Linked DNA regions of Anser cygnoides: regions 2 and 3 are each linked to region 1. The links are chromatin contacts, called in public Hi-C maps. All regions are on one chromosome and are shown on one strand. The core of a region is the stretch at or near the end of the contact, and the rest is flanking DNA. Distances in the headings are between cores, read along the strand shown. Region 1 overlaps SPO11 (SPO11 initiator of meiotic double strand breaks). Region 2 overlaps SPO11 (SPO11 initiator of meiotic double strand breaks). Region 3 has its middle 21 kb from the start of PCK1.

The links. A called contact is a pair of places that touch in the nucleus more often than the background predicts.
Region 2: a Hi-C map of liver shows a contact between it and region 1, with 2.8 times the contacts expected there. The contact joins two enhancer-like sites. A contact is called at or near these places in 2 of 7 Hi-C or Micro-C datasets (both in liver).
Region 3: a contact with region 1 is called in a Hi-C map of liver, with 10 times the contacts expected there. The contact joins two enhancer-like sites.

The regions. Positions count from the first base shown.
Region 1 is chr16:6,096,824-6,101,841 of Taihu_goose_T2T_genome, reverse strand. SPO11 (SPO11 initiator of meiotic double strand breaks) reads left to right here. Exons shown (of 19, transcript XM_066978361.1): 8 at 1,176-1,289; 9 at 3,973-4,061; 10 at 4,680-4,746; 11 at 4,973-5,018. Among named protein-coding and RNA genes, the nearest start is that of RAE1, 13 kb to the right of the region's middle. Within about 2 kb of position 2,306, at least 1 of the 3 cell types and tissues checked has open chromatin away from gene starts, as enhancers often do. A contact at or near this core is called in liver, where this site is marked.
Region 2 is chr16:6,252,464-6,257,481 of Taihu_goose_T2T_genome, reverse strand. All of the region lies in intron 4 of SPO11 (SPO11 initiator of meiotic double strand breaks), which reads left to right. Among named protein-coding and RNA genes, the nearest start is that of BMP7, 130 kb to the right of the region's middle. Within about 2 kb of position 2,276, at least 2 of the 3 cell types and tissues checked have open chromatin away from gene starts, as enhancers often do. A contact at or near this core is called in liver, where this site is marked.
Region 3 is chr16:5,947,821-5,952,838 of Taihu_goose_T2T_genome, reverse strand. No RefSeq gene overlaps it. Among named protein-coding and RNA genes, the nearest start is that of PCK1, 21 kb to the left of the region's middle. Within about 2 kb of position 2,203, at least 3 of the 3 cell types and tissues checked have open chromatin away from gene starts, as enhancers often do. A contact at or near this core is called in liver, where this site is marked.

The DNA of each region.
Region 1 (5,018 bases), core at 1,057-3,556:
CTTTCATTGTGTTCATTGAAAAATGTAATCTTATTGGGCAAAAATGTTAGTAATACTAGTAGTTTCATTTAATATGCAGATACTACTATGAATAATGTTTTAAAAGAAAAGGTTAATATTTTCCAGAAATTGTTCTGCTAAAACTGGATTCTCTCTCTCTCTCTCTCTTTTTTTTTTTTTTTTTTTTTTTGGTGAACAAATAGTAAGCGGAAGCTGAGCTACAAAATGGAAGAAGTATATTCAGCTGATAGAAGAGAGCTTTAATGACACCACATTATTTTTTAAGGAGACTCATAGCTAGGTTTAAAAATTATTCTTGCTGATTTTGTAACAGCAGGATAATTCATTCAGTGTGGTCTGCACTGGTATTGACTCATCTTTTCTTAGTATATTGCTTAAAAACAAAATTGGACTTTGCTGATAAATCTTTGAACTAAAATATTTTTTTCCTACTCTTTTAATTCCTACTTACATTTACAAGGGAATATAGTACAGCTGTAATTTTAAGGACAGCTGAAATGTTGGCATCAGATTCCTTATGAAAATAAAAAGCATCTGTCATAACACTGAGACCAGCCTGCAGTTTTGATGTAAGGGATCTGCTTGCAAGGTTACTTTGTCTTTTCAGGTGAAAGATACAGATTTTATTCTTTTCACAGCGCATCTGTTGAGATGAAGCCTTCGTATAATTAAAACCCTTAACAGTTTGTTTATGGCAACAGATCAAAAGGTTAATGTGCAATGGTACAACAGGATGTATTTGTACTGTTGAACATTTTTAAAATTTACAGCATTTAAAAACAACTTAGCTCAAATCATAGCCAAAGCCAATATTACATCATTTAAAGTAAAACATTAATCATTAGTCATGAAGCAGCCAGTTGGTCTAAAAGTTCATCTGTTGAAAAATTTGATGGTTTAAGGATTGAATAGAAATGTACTTTTAATTGTGTTCTCAGTTATGCATCTAAAATAGAAAATCCAATATTTTAGGGAAACTAAGGAAAAGAAAATTCAAAAGCAAGCATTTTTGATCCCTATGTTTTTGAAACAAATATATTCTTAAAGCAGTTTTGAATTAAATGGATTCTGTAGGGATGAGGGCAGATGATCAAAATGCAAAGTGGAACTATATTTAATCATATGAATTGTATCATTAATTTTCTTTCTTTCAGTTCTGAAGTTCTTGAAGCAATTGAAAATGTTATTCAAGATGTACTTGAAAGCTTGTCCAAAAAAAAAGCACCTGTTCTCACAGTAACTAGGAGATCAGATTGGAGGAATATTGAGTAAGTTTTATATATTTTAAAGTCCTGCCTTATATTATTATAAATGCCATGAATATAAATTTGTTTGTATAATGTCTAGAAAAGTTAATCTTACGTAGTTCTGTAAGTATTAGAGTTAATAAATAGTTTGGCTTCTTAAAAAAAATAATGGGCAAATAAAAAGTGATGCTTAGTACTCAATCTGCATAGACAGGTTTTGTGCGTTTAGTCAAATAACAGCAGACCACTAACATAAAGGTGAATGTAAAACTTGTTTAAAAGGGGTCAGAAAGGAAAGAGGACCTAAATGCATTCACTTTCTGGGTGCAGTAGAAAACAGAAATGATAAGTTGTATTTGATTTAAAAAAATCTCTTTTAGGCTGGAAACAATTGCTAGCAATTTCATTTTCCAATCAACTTTTTGTGCTTCCTGTTTTCTTTTTCTCTGCTTTTCTTTATGGTATCTTATTTTTTCAAACGATAGTGATAAACTTATCCTCTTTGTATTCTTCAGAGAAGATACTGTTCTCTTACCTTGTCTTTGTGTCCGTATACTTTTCCTAGTCCATCACTAGCCAAATAAAGTAAAACAAGTTTCTGAATTGTTGTCTAAATTTCATATCTCATGCCAGCTTACCCACACAGGATCAGAGGAAAAGCAATCTGTCCTTTATAACACAGAGTTGTAGAAGTTGCCTGTGCAACAGTATTTTTCCAAGGCACTCATTTCAATTGAAAATACCTGAAACTGAGAAAGTAATTGCTTTCTATAATATGGAAGCAAAAGGATAGAGGAAGAAAAAAATCTATTTCTTGTCTTGTAATGGCTTTGGGCATCAGTGTGTTAAAGGTTATTTAGATCAATAAGATTGCAGAGGTGCTTGTAAGTGGGCACATTACAAACATTCAGATTGCAAAAGCACAGCAAACCTCCCAAGCATTACACTTCGGTGAAATACTCATTTAATGAGAACAATAAATTTCTGTCAGTCAGAAAACCTGAAGGGCCTGAAGGTAATCAGTTAACTGAAATGCTTGTGAATTTAGTCATTTCTGCCCTGGTAGCTTGACAAAAAGTGTTTCACTCAGATGTCTGTAAAATTAAAATACTATAACAAAGCTTTGCAATTTTTGGCAGTCTTGGAGAAAATGGCATTTCAGGCTAGAAAAACAAATGTGAGATGTTATTTGCCATCAGAACACGTAGGGGGAAAAATGTTCGTATTAAAACAAGTTAACATCACAGTATGTTAAAAATAAGACACATCAATCAAATTTAAAAAGTTGAAACATTATTTATGGTGGAGAAATGTAAACTTACATATTCATTCCATTGAAAAATGATGTGCATACTGGTTTAATACAACAGGATTTCTGAGAAGATTAAAATAAAAATAAATAAGCAAATAAAAATAAAAACACCCCTCCCCCTAATGTAATAGGAATGATAGAAAATATAGTTAGTGGGGCATATTTTTCCTTATTTAGGCAGCATTTCCATTCCTAATCTGCACAACTGGAATCTGCGGGGCAGGAGCTTGTAGAAATGAGAGAATTATTTCATGTTTGAAATGTGCCTTGTAAACATTTGTAGATACCCAGAGAGATATTTACCTGAGAATGAGGTCAATCGGTGAGAATGCCAGGCCTAAAGCAGTACAATTGGTTTCCGCTGAGCAAATTTCTGTTAAAATAAATAGATAAATACAGTTTTCCTGGAGTGGAAAGACTTTACAGAAAACCGTTCTGTTGGGATAAATGCAGTACTAGGAAAAATCGCTGGGTATCTGATATACAGTTAGGTTAAGGTTTTCTTCGTGAGTTATCTGCGGGAGTCAAACTGATCAGGTTCTTGAGTATAATGTTTCTAAAACGAAGTGTTCCTTATTTACCCTAACAGAGCAATGGGCAAAGTTTCATTCGGTGCAGTTACAGTGTAGGGAACAAGGCATACACACGTTTTCAATGTTGCAGAACAAAGGCAAGAAAGTTGCTTTGAAGCGGAAAGGCAGATGCTACACTGCGCTGTTTGCTGCTCCTGTGCCTTACACAGCGCTGTGGTGTGTTCTGCCACCCAAAGGATGCATGGAGCAAAACCTTTGACAAAGAAAAATTTAAAAACGTTATGTGGCTTTGTATAAAATAATGGTCATTTTACCATCGGTACTTTTTAAAAACATGTACAGAAGCCTAAAATGAAAAACAATGCATTATAGAGAGGACAGCCATTAAAATAGGACACTAGAATGAGCTGTTGTTAAGAAAACAAGTGATTCTTTTGGTGAAATGTGTACCTTCAGGTATGAAGAGGTTAAAAATTAAATGGTGGAGCTCATTTAGATGAGTGAACCGTTTAGAGAATAGGATGCCCCCCATTTTTCTTTCCAAAAATTCCAAAAATGAAATCTAATTATTTTGATAATAAGGGCATAAATCAGATCATATTATTGTAATATTAAATAATTACACTTTCTCATACATTCTACATCAGAAAGTTACTGTGTTAAATTTGACTTGTATACTAATAATGAGTCACATTTTTTTCCTGTGTTGTGTATTCTTTTGTTAGTAGTCTGTACTGAGTTTGAAAATAGAGCTAGCATATATGGTTTTAGGAAAAGGGTCTTCATCTGAATTATCTTAGAGTAATTTACACATTCTCACTTCAAGTTTACAGTTTTACTGTATTTTGCAATGTATCAGATTTAAAGATTCTGTAGGTCTACAGATGATACCGTATTGTACTACAAAACAAATAAGAAGTGACTGCCCTAGATCAGCACCAAAGTTCGGTAAGTTAAAAAAACAAAAGTTCAAAATCAGAATTCTTACCTTTTTTTTTTTTTCTTCTTGTATTTTAGTTTGAAACTTCGTAAAAGAAATATTTTTTTGTCTTGTGCTTTAGGAGTGTAAGACTAATAAAACTTGCAATTATGACCAGCCCTTCAGCTTTTCTCTATTAAATTATGGTGTGACAGTGAAATCAATACAAAGATCTTACAGTTTCTACCCTCCCTGACTGAATATCAGCTGAAGGCATATACACAAGGTTGTCATATAAAAATACAACCATTCTTCAAAAAGCTAACTGGTAAAGTGATCTAGGAATATGGTCAATAAGCTAATTTATTTTTCTAAATCTGTCAATTAATTTCTTGGCCTTGATAACAAGGCATATATTCCCTAACTTAACTCCATCATATTTTTTTCTAATTATGCTAGAAATTATTGAGTCTGTTAGCACAATCTCTCTGTATTTTCATGGCATATTACAATGCATGCACTAATTGTATTCATGTTTCAGTGTTTTATGTTATAAGACACAAATATGGGTCAATATAAACAAAAATTATAGTATGTGCATTTCTGAAAATTGATACAATTAAAATTTTTGAAGTGTATTTTTTCAGCTCTGATGCTCAAAATATTATCTATGATCTACAAGATGGTGCAGAGCAATACTTATGCAACTAAAAGGTAACAGTGCCTTTCTATAATTTCAAATAAAGTTTTATTTTAAGAATGCCACTGTGAAAAACAAACAGCCTCTAGGATGTATACCTTTAGGATAACAGATTTCTATATGTTAAATGCTTTACACTGATTTCATTATCCATGCCCTCAGTAAAATGTTATTCTCTGTTCTCATAATCTGACAGTTTTATCAGTATTGTAATTACAAATAAATATTTTGTCTTGATAGAGATATATATTACTCAGATACACAACTGTTTGGTAGCCAGAGTGTT
Region 2 (5,018 bases), core at 1,027-3,526, 160 kb before region 1:
GATGGCAGGGGGAAGAAGTACACTGTCCGCTGCACTTTCAAGGGCTTCCTCATTATAGTGGAAAGGCTTAAAATATTTACATATGGACAGTAGGTCATATATATTTAGCAACACCTGAGCTGAAGTGGAAGCCACATGTACAGCTTGTTGTAGTATGTATGTACTATTTATGAATATAATAGATATTTGTTGTCTAAAGACCACTATGAAAACCTAAAAATGCATTGTTTTCTCCATGGTACTGAGTTTCAACAGCTAATCTGTCCATGTTATCATTCTAATCATTTACAGGAATTCTCCCAAAGAGAAAAAACAGCTTTTTGAAAAATACAGGAATGTGGCTTAACTAAGCAATGTTGATTACGTCTGCAATGGTGTGCTCTGTATATTAAGAATTAGACTGCGGGTTCAAAACCAAACAAGTGGCATATTTCTCAGGAAGTTACTGAACTCAAAATCAGTTTTGTTATTTTAATGCAAGGGCAGTGAATGAATGAGTGAATGAATGAATGAATAAATAAAAGAATCAGGCCAATCTGCAAACCAACAGATTTTATGTTTTATTTTATTCTTTGTTTATGGGGTTCATAAAAGTTTAGTTTATATTTTACTGGGTCTGAGCCTCACACATTTCCAGCTTCAGGGCCAGATGTGGAAAGTACCTAAATGCTGTAAAAAGCAGTTTAAAAGGTTGTCTGAGTCAGATGGAGCTTGAAAACCTCAGAGATCTCAGGGACACTCTTGGGAAACCTCCAGCTGAGATTCCCAGATAAATTGGGATTAACTTTGAGTTGGTGTGACCCAGAAGTCGGACACTCGGATTAGTAAGGTCTCCAACAAAACGTCCAAAGCTCTCAGAAGTCCTCCCAAGGTTAAGTGTGGGGGAAGAGGAATTGTGATTGTCAAATAAATTGTATAATATAATGCTTTGTTTGTAGCTTTTGAGTTCAGTAAGCATGTCCCTTTGAAGATCAGTGCTCTTCTGTCAGATCACTTAAGGCTTGGTTCAGAGCCCATTTATATTAATGGAACAACTCCCTTTGACTCAGTAAACTTAGATGCTTCCTATCAATTTTGAGACACTCGCCCGCCAGCCTTTTCCTGCTGATGCAAGAGCTGGGATCCAAACCTAGGAAGTGTTCAGCGCTGGTACCTGCCGGTGGGCTTTGAGCTCTGCTCCACTCACTGGAGCTGTGGTCAGGGCAGTGCGGGCAGCCTCCCAGCGTGGCCTCAAGCAAATGTCAGTCGAGTGGCTTGCTAGACATCACGGGCTGTATAGAGGTGTGTACAACCCAAATTGTACTTCCATTTCAGCTGCGGCTTAGCCCTGAAAGCTCCCCAGTTGCCTGGTACCTGAGTACCCTGCCTGGGGCATGCAAAATGGCTGGCATGGGGCTCAGCATCTTTTTCACACCACGGCTATCAAACCCACGTTAAGAATTCAGAAATTAGGTGTTTCCTTATCTCTGCTCCCAGAGAAGTATTCAGCAGCTTTCTGTGAGCACAAAGCACGCTCTGGCTACAAAGCGCAGCTGTCATTTGCTTTTCCAGCAAAGCAGCGGAGTCGGTGGTGATGCAACAGCGGGGTGAGGCCAGGCAGATCAGTTAAGGCCAGATTTTGAAAGCTAAATAGTCAGCCAGCAAATTTTGCCGAGGTATGTAAGCGGTGTGTACGCCAGATTCTGGCTGATTACAACAAACTAGGTGCACGGTTACCTGTGAAACTGGCCTTTAATCCTCTGACCCTGAATCCGGGTGAGAGTTACCCTCCCTGCTCTCACTGCATTGGACTTCGGTGCTTAAATACCTTTACAGAGCTGACCTTGCCTCTTCTGTCCTCCACATTTGTGCGTTTCTTCTACCTTTCTTCTAACTTAATTTGATGTTTTTTAAAAACTGAAAACGACATAACGGTTAGCAATCAAGATCTCTTGGCAAAGCACGACTGCTGATAACCACTTAACAAAAAATGTCCCTGGCAGATAGATTTAGTTTACCTAAGAGTTAATGGAAAGCAGTGTCCAATTCCAAGTGTTGACATGATTTGTCAAGTTTGCCATTGTATATGTTTGAAGTTTCCTTTGAGGGGAACTGACCCAAAATTGTAACACTAAATAAACACACTCTTCAAATAACCAATGGCAGTTTCCTAAATTGCCAATCAAATCCATAAATAAAGACACAAGCTCTGAGTGTATTTAAGTCATGTTTAGCAGAACAGAACTAAACAATAACATTCTTGTTAAAATGTATTTTCATTTCAAAGCAGTTTCCCCATGAACATTCAAAATGTAAACAGTCCTAAAGATTTCTAAATTATCTCTGCCTTTGCCTCTTGGGTGGGTGGGGGGAAAGAATGAAACTGAAGCTACATTAGAAACACTAAAGTTGGATATGAAAGTCCCAGAGACACAATACTGCATATTGTCGTAATTATCACTTCTTGCTTAAAGAAAAGAAAGAAAAGACCAGTTGACTTGGGTTATGAGGACTCCAGAGTCTAAGCAGCTTTTGAAGCAGCCCTAATTTGCAAAAGAAAGGGAAATGTCTCTTTGCATTTTGTTCCCAGAAAATGCTACATCATTGTGGGCAATATTCACACCCCCAAGTTTCAGCATAGACACCCAGACGGGCATCTACTTTGCCCAAGTCCTCTGGGTGAAATCAAGGGAAAGAAATTCTGCTCCAAATTGCTCTCTGGAGCCAGTGATAAGAAGGAAACAAAGGGAGCAAAAGCAAGCAGAACATGGAACAGATTGAAGTTAAATCTGGCTTCAAGTCCCGACTTTCTGCTCCGTCAGCCTGGCTGGGCTTCCCTCTCCAGCCAACATTTCACTCACAGCGCTCTCGGCCCCTTCGCTGGGGTGTGAAATCAAGCCTGCCTTCCACTTGCCATGATGTGGGGCTGTTCTTATGTTTCTTTGTACTAGGCCAGTGGGGAAAACGGAGAAATGTCCCAAGGAAGCCAGCTGCTTCTGAAATCCCCTGCTCCTCCTGTTGGGTTTGGTATTTTCCTGGGATCCCTAGCTTCAGAGCTCTTTTCAGGAGGTGGTGATTCAGGGCCCATTGAAGTCAACAGACCTAAACTGACTTCAGTGAGCTGTGGATTGAGATCTTATCTTGCACAGACATTTAATTCTTTCTTGAAAAAGTCTTTCTCATTCAGATTGTGTTCAGATGACTGCTGGAAGATCTTGGGAATCCTAGCAAATCAGTGTCGCCCCAGAAGGGGGTGATTTCTGTGCAAAAGGATGCCCTGGCAGTGCAGTTCTTCCTCAGGTCAGTGCCTGCTGTCCCTGTCCCCCATTTTACTGCAGCTGCTCTGACTTTGGGTGGGCATTTCTGAAAACGCAGGGGCAGACAAGGTGATGCAAAAAATGAGCTTGTTTGCTGAGAAGGCTGATATTTTGGAAATGGTTAGGCCATCCCTATGGGATAGGCTAATGGGATTAAGCAGCCTGTGACACACTCAGCCCCAGCTCTGAATTAACACCTGGCTCCAATCTCAGCGTAGCCAGTGGGGCACATTTTGGCAGTTGAAATGAATGGGTGTTAAGAGCTGGCAGAAGCCTATCTCGTATTGCAGTAGGCTTACGTAGCTCCCAAGATGATCTCCATCAGGTGCTTCCAGAGTTGCATTAACGGAACAGAAGCAGAAGCACTGCTTTAGAGGGTAGGTTTTGCCTGCAATTCTCGTTATTACCCTTCCTTAATTTTAGGCCCATACTGATATTTTTTTCAGAGCTGGGCCAGGAGGTGCGGTGAGGGGCGGGAGGGCTGGCAGGAGCGCCCAGCCCGTGCAGGCTGTCTCCCTGCTCTTGCCTCAGCAGGGTCACAGGCTTGGGAAGAAACCCCCAAACACCTTTATCTCAGACCAACCAAGTCCACACCAGCGGTTTTGCCACCACAGCAAAGCCACCCAAAGGTGAGACGTTCCTTGGTCTCTGACCGCTGGGGAGCGCTGAGCCTCCTTGCACCCCAACACACACAGAGCCCACCTAAAAGCTGCAAATGCAGCTCTGCCTTGGGCTCTCCCCAGCCGAGGGGCAGGCTCTGTCCGCAGTGGCGTGCAGAAGAGGCTCTCTCCCACTTCCCAGCGGCCGGGAGGGGTGCTCTGCTAGCTCTCTCAGCCAGCCCTTTAAAAGCTGCCCCCTCCGTCTGCCTCTGATCCTAAAGCCGGGATTAGTGTCGGGGTGCTCGGGGAGACGACATCCTGGAGTTTAGGGAGTTAATTTCCCCCTTGCATGAATCAATAGCTATCATCACATGATGCGAGAGTCTGAAACCTCAGATCCATGCCAAAGTGCTCTGCATTACGCACACACCTCTGTTTTGCCCTCAGGTGCAACACACAGTTTAGTGAGAGCAAAGATGCCAGTTTCTGTGCAGGTATTTCACATTATCACTTAGATTTGCCCCAGGGTAAAAAGGAGGAGGGAATCCTCAGTTTCAAAAGGATATTTTAGTCTATGGGGCCACTGGGAATGTGTTTTCCTAAGTGCTATCTACAAGCAGCAAGAGACAAAAGGCTCAAGAAAGACTCAAACTAGTCTTTGTCACACACAAGGAACACCACAAAGAGCACATTTATTTTTAATCTGGTATTAAACCACAAGAATTAATCCACGCTATTCAAACAACATTTAAGCATTTAAATAACATTAAAGCTCACTTTTTTCCAAGTGCCTCACACAAAACTTTTTGGGGGCTAGTGAAAACAGTATCTGGGAAAAAGCTGCCTTTTGGTATTCCTTCAGGAGAAAGCAGGAGGCTGAGAACTGCTGCAGTTTGGTTCTGTTATTCTCAATCCATCAAATTCTGAATTCCTTGGGAAGTATGTTTCTGCCTCTCCCCAGAACCTCCAAAAAGCTCTGGAGTTAGCCTCGATCGGAAGACTGTATGACAGCAAACATTTTGAAGGAAAGAGACTTCTCTCGGGGTGATCTTTTGCTTAGATTGAAAGAAAAGTTCTCTCAGCTGAGAAAGGAGAGTTGGCAGAAAATTTTGTATCACAGCAG
Region 3 (5,018 bases), core at 954-3,453, 150 kb after region 1:
AAGAACTGATGGAGGTTTTCTGCCAAATTGCTGTGACCATTTTTTTTCCCCCCTCAATTTCTTTTACATCCCAACAATTCTTTCCTTGTATTTATTTCTACTCAGCTTTCTACCTCTGGGACCTGAGCAAGCCATCGAACCTGGCTTAAAAATGCCACAGAAGAATTCAAGCCTTGACATGGCCAAAGTATTGGTTTCCGGTGAAACAAAACAAAAGGCTAAGATGAAGTAACCATTTCGGCAGCTCATACATAGGCGTTGCCAATGGAGACTGAGGAGAGATAAGACAACACCACCCCTCCAGGTCTCACAGAGGAAACGCCCAAATCCAAGCCCAATTTTCCAGCAGTGTTCCCCACCCTGACTCCAGCTGAAATGGTGGATAAGCCACATTTAAAAAGATGCTTTAAAAAAGGGGGACAGAAAAAGTCAGGCTTCCCAGCGGGGCGGCAGGAAGGCATTTCCTCCCAGGGCAGGTTTTGTTTCCAGGCTGTGGGACATCTGCAGCTTTCCAGCCCCGAGGAAGGGACTAAGCAGGCCTCAGGCCTGACCCAGGCTAGCAGCGAGAACTCAACAGCACTCTGTGTTTGTTTTTAGTCAAAAAATATGTATTTCTTTGGATCATAATCTTCACCGGCAACCCCCAGGCCTACCAGGCTGCCTGACGCCAATTACTTCAAGGGTAGAAGCTGATGGGAAGGGAGCGGCAGGGCTGGAGGAGAGCAGAGCCCCAGGTCCTGCGCTGACCCAAACCAGCGCTGGCAGCAGCTCAGAGACCAAGGCAGAGCCTTCCCCAGGCCCCCCTCGCACAGCAGCTCTATGAACACAAAGAAAATTAGTGCAATGGGAGAAAAATACGAGACTGACCACAAAAACATGACCAGCAGGTGTAGGAAAGAGGCAGCTCTAAAGTAAGTGAATTTATACCTGCATATTAATGAATGCTGAACCTTAAAAAGCCTAATGAGACACTTGTTTTAATTAAAAGGAGGGGTCACTTAGCAGCTCCCCCACCAGCTCCTCCATCCCAGGGTCGCCCACGCTGGGCACAAACACTGAGGAATGCGGCTCCAGCTCACCCGCTGGCGTAACATGTTTGCTTTGCGACTTGTCGGACTCCTGCATCGGTTGTACGGCTGTACTTTGGTCCAAGAACATTTCACCCAAATGTATTAACCTAGCACTACATCCACCAGAGTAAACATTTTATTTTCCGAGAGGAACGCACGCGCCACTTTGTTAAATTGACCAAGGGACGTATCGGCTTTGTTTGTATTCAGCCTTTTTCGGCAAATTCCCAGGGCAGATGATGCCAGTTTTGCAGAAATTACAGGGATCATGCTGGTCCCTGGGGCTTGGCCGTGTGAGGAGGGGGCTGGCAGGGCTGCCATGGGGAGGCTGGAGCCCCTCAGCCCTACCAGGCTGGTGGGTTCCAGATCCCACCCTGAAAAAAAACCATTGATTTTTCCTGGTGGGATCTGTGCTTCTCTGTCCTGCCTGGTCTGGGTTTGGAGCGGGCAGGCCAGGGAAGGGAAGATGCTGGGTGGCTCCGGCCATGGCTGGCAGGGGCAGACAGCCCAGGCTGCCAGCATGCTTCAGTTCTTGGGAACAAAGAAATCCAAGCACGTGTGTACTCACCTGTACAGTTACGGGGCACTGGGAAATAGCCCCTACCCCACCACAGCCTTCCCCAGGGCAGGGGGCTGCTGCCGGTGGGCACAGGGGCAGTGCTGCCTTCAGGGTGCGCAGCCCAGGGACTGCAGTAGGGCTGCAGGGAGACCTGTGTCTCGCCACACCATGCTGTCCATCTGGCAGCTCCTTCCCTGCCCAAACCAGCCCCATGTGGTGAAGGAAATCAGTCCTCGAGAGCCAGGCTGCTCCCTCTGGCACTGATCCCTGCCAGCCAAAGCCATGGGGTGGGCACGGCACGGCCCCATCCTGCACCAAGCAGCACAAAGTCCCTTCACACGAGGCCGGGTGCCCAGCCGGCCGGGACAGGCAGCAGCACGACCAGAGGGCAGGCTGCCTTGGGTCACTTAGCGCCGACGCTGCATGAAGGAGAGCAGGATTTGTTTGTGCTGCTGGATGGCTTGTTTGTGTTAAAAGTACATCTCGTCTCAGAGACGGCGTTTCAGGTAACCGCTGCAGGGAGGCTGGGCATTAATGGTGCAAGGAGCCCCCCCAGGGATGCACAAGCATGCTGACAGGACTTACGTGACCATTACCCCTCCCAGCTGCAGTCCTGGTCACGGGCACACTCTTGGTGCTGTGTTAGCCTAAACCTCCCCCAGGAGGCTGAGCTGCCCCAGCACAGGCTCTGAGCACCAAGGCTCAGATTCCCGTGGTTCAGCTAATGCTACCACTAGGCGACAGTGCTTCGCTCACGCCTTGGAGCCCTCTACTGCCATCAATGTTTAACCCCGGTAACCTTGACTGACCTCCCCTCTGGATACCTGCCAAGGGGCTCAGGGTGAGCCTGAGCAAACTTCACCTCTGATGGCAAGGTAAAGCTGGCAGTGTCGGTGCTCATTCCAGCCAGGGACACCCCTGTGGTCCATCTAACAACCAAGATAAAGCTTTCTGGCTCCACTAGGACTGCTAGTTCCAGTTTATCACATATTGTTTGGTTGTTAACATAATGTGCTACTTATCTCTTAATATATAAATGGTAAGAGCAGCACGAAATAACTCCAGTCTCTCTGCTCACCTCCTGCCTCAAAAGGACAAAGCAGCCATAAGTTTCTGTGCACTACAAACCCGCCAGGACTCAGCCCTGGTGCTGTGGTGCTGGGTGTGCTCCTGGGGATCCCACAGCCAAGCTGCCAGCAGCAGGACCAAGCCTGGCTGGCAAACAGCAGTCATGTAAGTGCCCCAATCACAGCACTGGAGAGGTATTTGGACAGCTCACACACAAAGCCAGTGGGTACACTTATTAAATAAAATGCCCTTTTTGTTTCTGCAGACAACTTTTCCAGTGTAGGTGTGAGCTGGTTTCCACAGGAAATTTCTCCAGCAAATCCCCACGCCTCTGTGCGGGGGGAAGACACCAGGACAGCACTGCTGGATGAGCTTTTCCATCTTGCCCACAGCCAGCACCATGGGAGCCCGCAAGTCACAGCCGGGCAGCCCTTTAAAGCTTTCCAGGCATGTGCAGGGCCATGGGCATGGCTCCTGGTGGAGACTGCAGGGCCTCAGCCCCATGGAGCAGTGTCCCCTGCTCCACAGCTCAGACACCTAGGCACAGACACCGGCAGCCTGACCCAGGCAGGAGCAGGGCCACGGTGAGGCAGAGCCACCCCTGCGGACTCACCCAGCTTCCCCTACAGCTCCCCCTCGCACGTGGTTACAGGTTCAGCTCCTGCAGGTGCTTCTGCAGGTGTTTGCTGCAAGACAGCTCGTGGGGAGGCCTGGGCAGCTGGGCTGAGCCTCAGCAGTTCCACTGCGCCTTCTGCAAACCGGGATGGGGGGAGCTGCCCCTACCCTCTGCCGCAGGGGACCAGACTGGCCCCGGGGTGCCAGGAGAAGCCACCCAGCCCAGCAAAGAGGGGACCTCTGCACACACACAGGACCACAGCGCCCAGAGATGTGGTAACTTCAGAGGACCACACCAGCTGGGCGAGACTTCAGCCTGCAGCTAACCATCACCATCAGGCTCCTGCAGCCACCAGCCTCCTGACACCATGACCAGGGCCCACCCCCAGCACCCACCAATTACCTTCTGTGGTAGCACAACCACGGCACCCAGGAAAAGCCCTCAGCAACAGCAGCAGCCCCAGCCCAGCTCCTTCTGACGGAGCCTCCCCCCTCCAGGCATGGCTCATCAGCACTAACAAGGCTCCCCCAGCCTGCTCCCACCCAGCCCAGCTGCAGAAAATGGGGAAGAAGATGGAAGATGGGGATGGAAAGTGCCAGCCCTTCTCTTGGGATTCAGTTGGGGGGGGCTTAAGCGGCCACAGGACGCACTGCCCCGTGCTTCCAAGTCCTGCTCTGCTCATTTTGGACATCCTGCTTCTCACCGAGCCCTCCCACAGGTGTCCCTGTGTGTGCTCCCCACCCCGCACTCATCCCTGCTCAGGGAAAAAGCGAAGCCCCCAGCTCGCCCTGCTGCAGGCCAAAGGCCGAGCACCCTTCCCACAGGACAGCCCGGCCGCCCACGGGCTCCTTTGCTCGCCACCTCGTGGTGGCAGCTGGCAGCCCGACACGGCCCGTGGCCACACAGCCCCACGGCCTGGGTCCCACAGGTGCACGGGGTGCTGCGACCCACCTGGCAGTGTCTCACGTCCCCTGTCCTTGTCCCGCAGCAAGCATGACAAAATGGTGGTGACATGGGTGGATTTACACTCCTGGAACCACAACAGCCCCTCAGTGATGGAGGAGGGACAGCCAGGCCTGGGTTGCGGTGCGGTGGTTTTGTAGCCACCCCAGTGTTTGCAGCCCCAGGGCTGATGCCCTACCCTCCTAGCAGCGTTTTTTGGGGGGCCTGGTGCTGGCCCTGCAGCCCACACAGCCCCTGGGCTGGTGGCTGGGCCCAGCAAGTTCTGTGGGGCCGGGCCCTGCACCACCGCTGTGCACACACTCCAACCACAGGCTTGGCGGAGTGGTTTTCATTAGACCTACAAAGCAAAATTAGCCCCAGAAAGAGCCGATGCCTGGCTCTCTTCCAGGCCAAAGCAGCAGCTTCTGCATCATGCCCCCGCGGGCAGGATCCTGCAGGCCCTGCCCCAGCCCCTCCGCCAGCATCCCTCACCTTCCTGCCCCGCAGCACCCCCAGTCCCCACCACACTCCCCCTTTTTCTGTTTTTCCCCTCTCATTTGGGATAAACGGCACAAAAGGAGCCGTTCTGCTCGCCACCCCCTCCCCAGCCTCCTCCTCCCCCTGTCTGGCAGGTCTGTGTTATTATTAAGACACTTGAGATTATGGTTGTCTGAAAGTTGAAGAATGACAGCAAAGAACCAGATGCTGTACACTGATAAATTACAAGGGCATTATGCAGAGGCAGCTGTACCATATAAAAGCC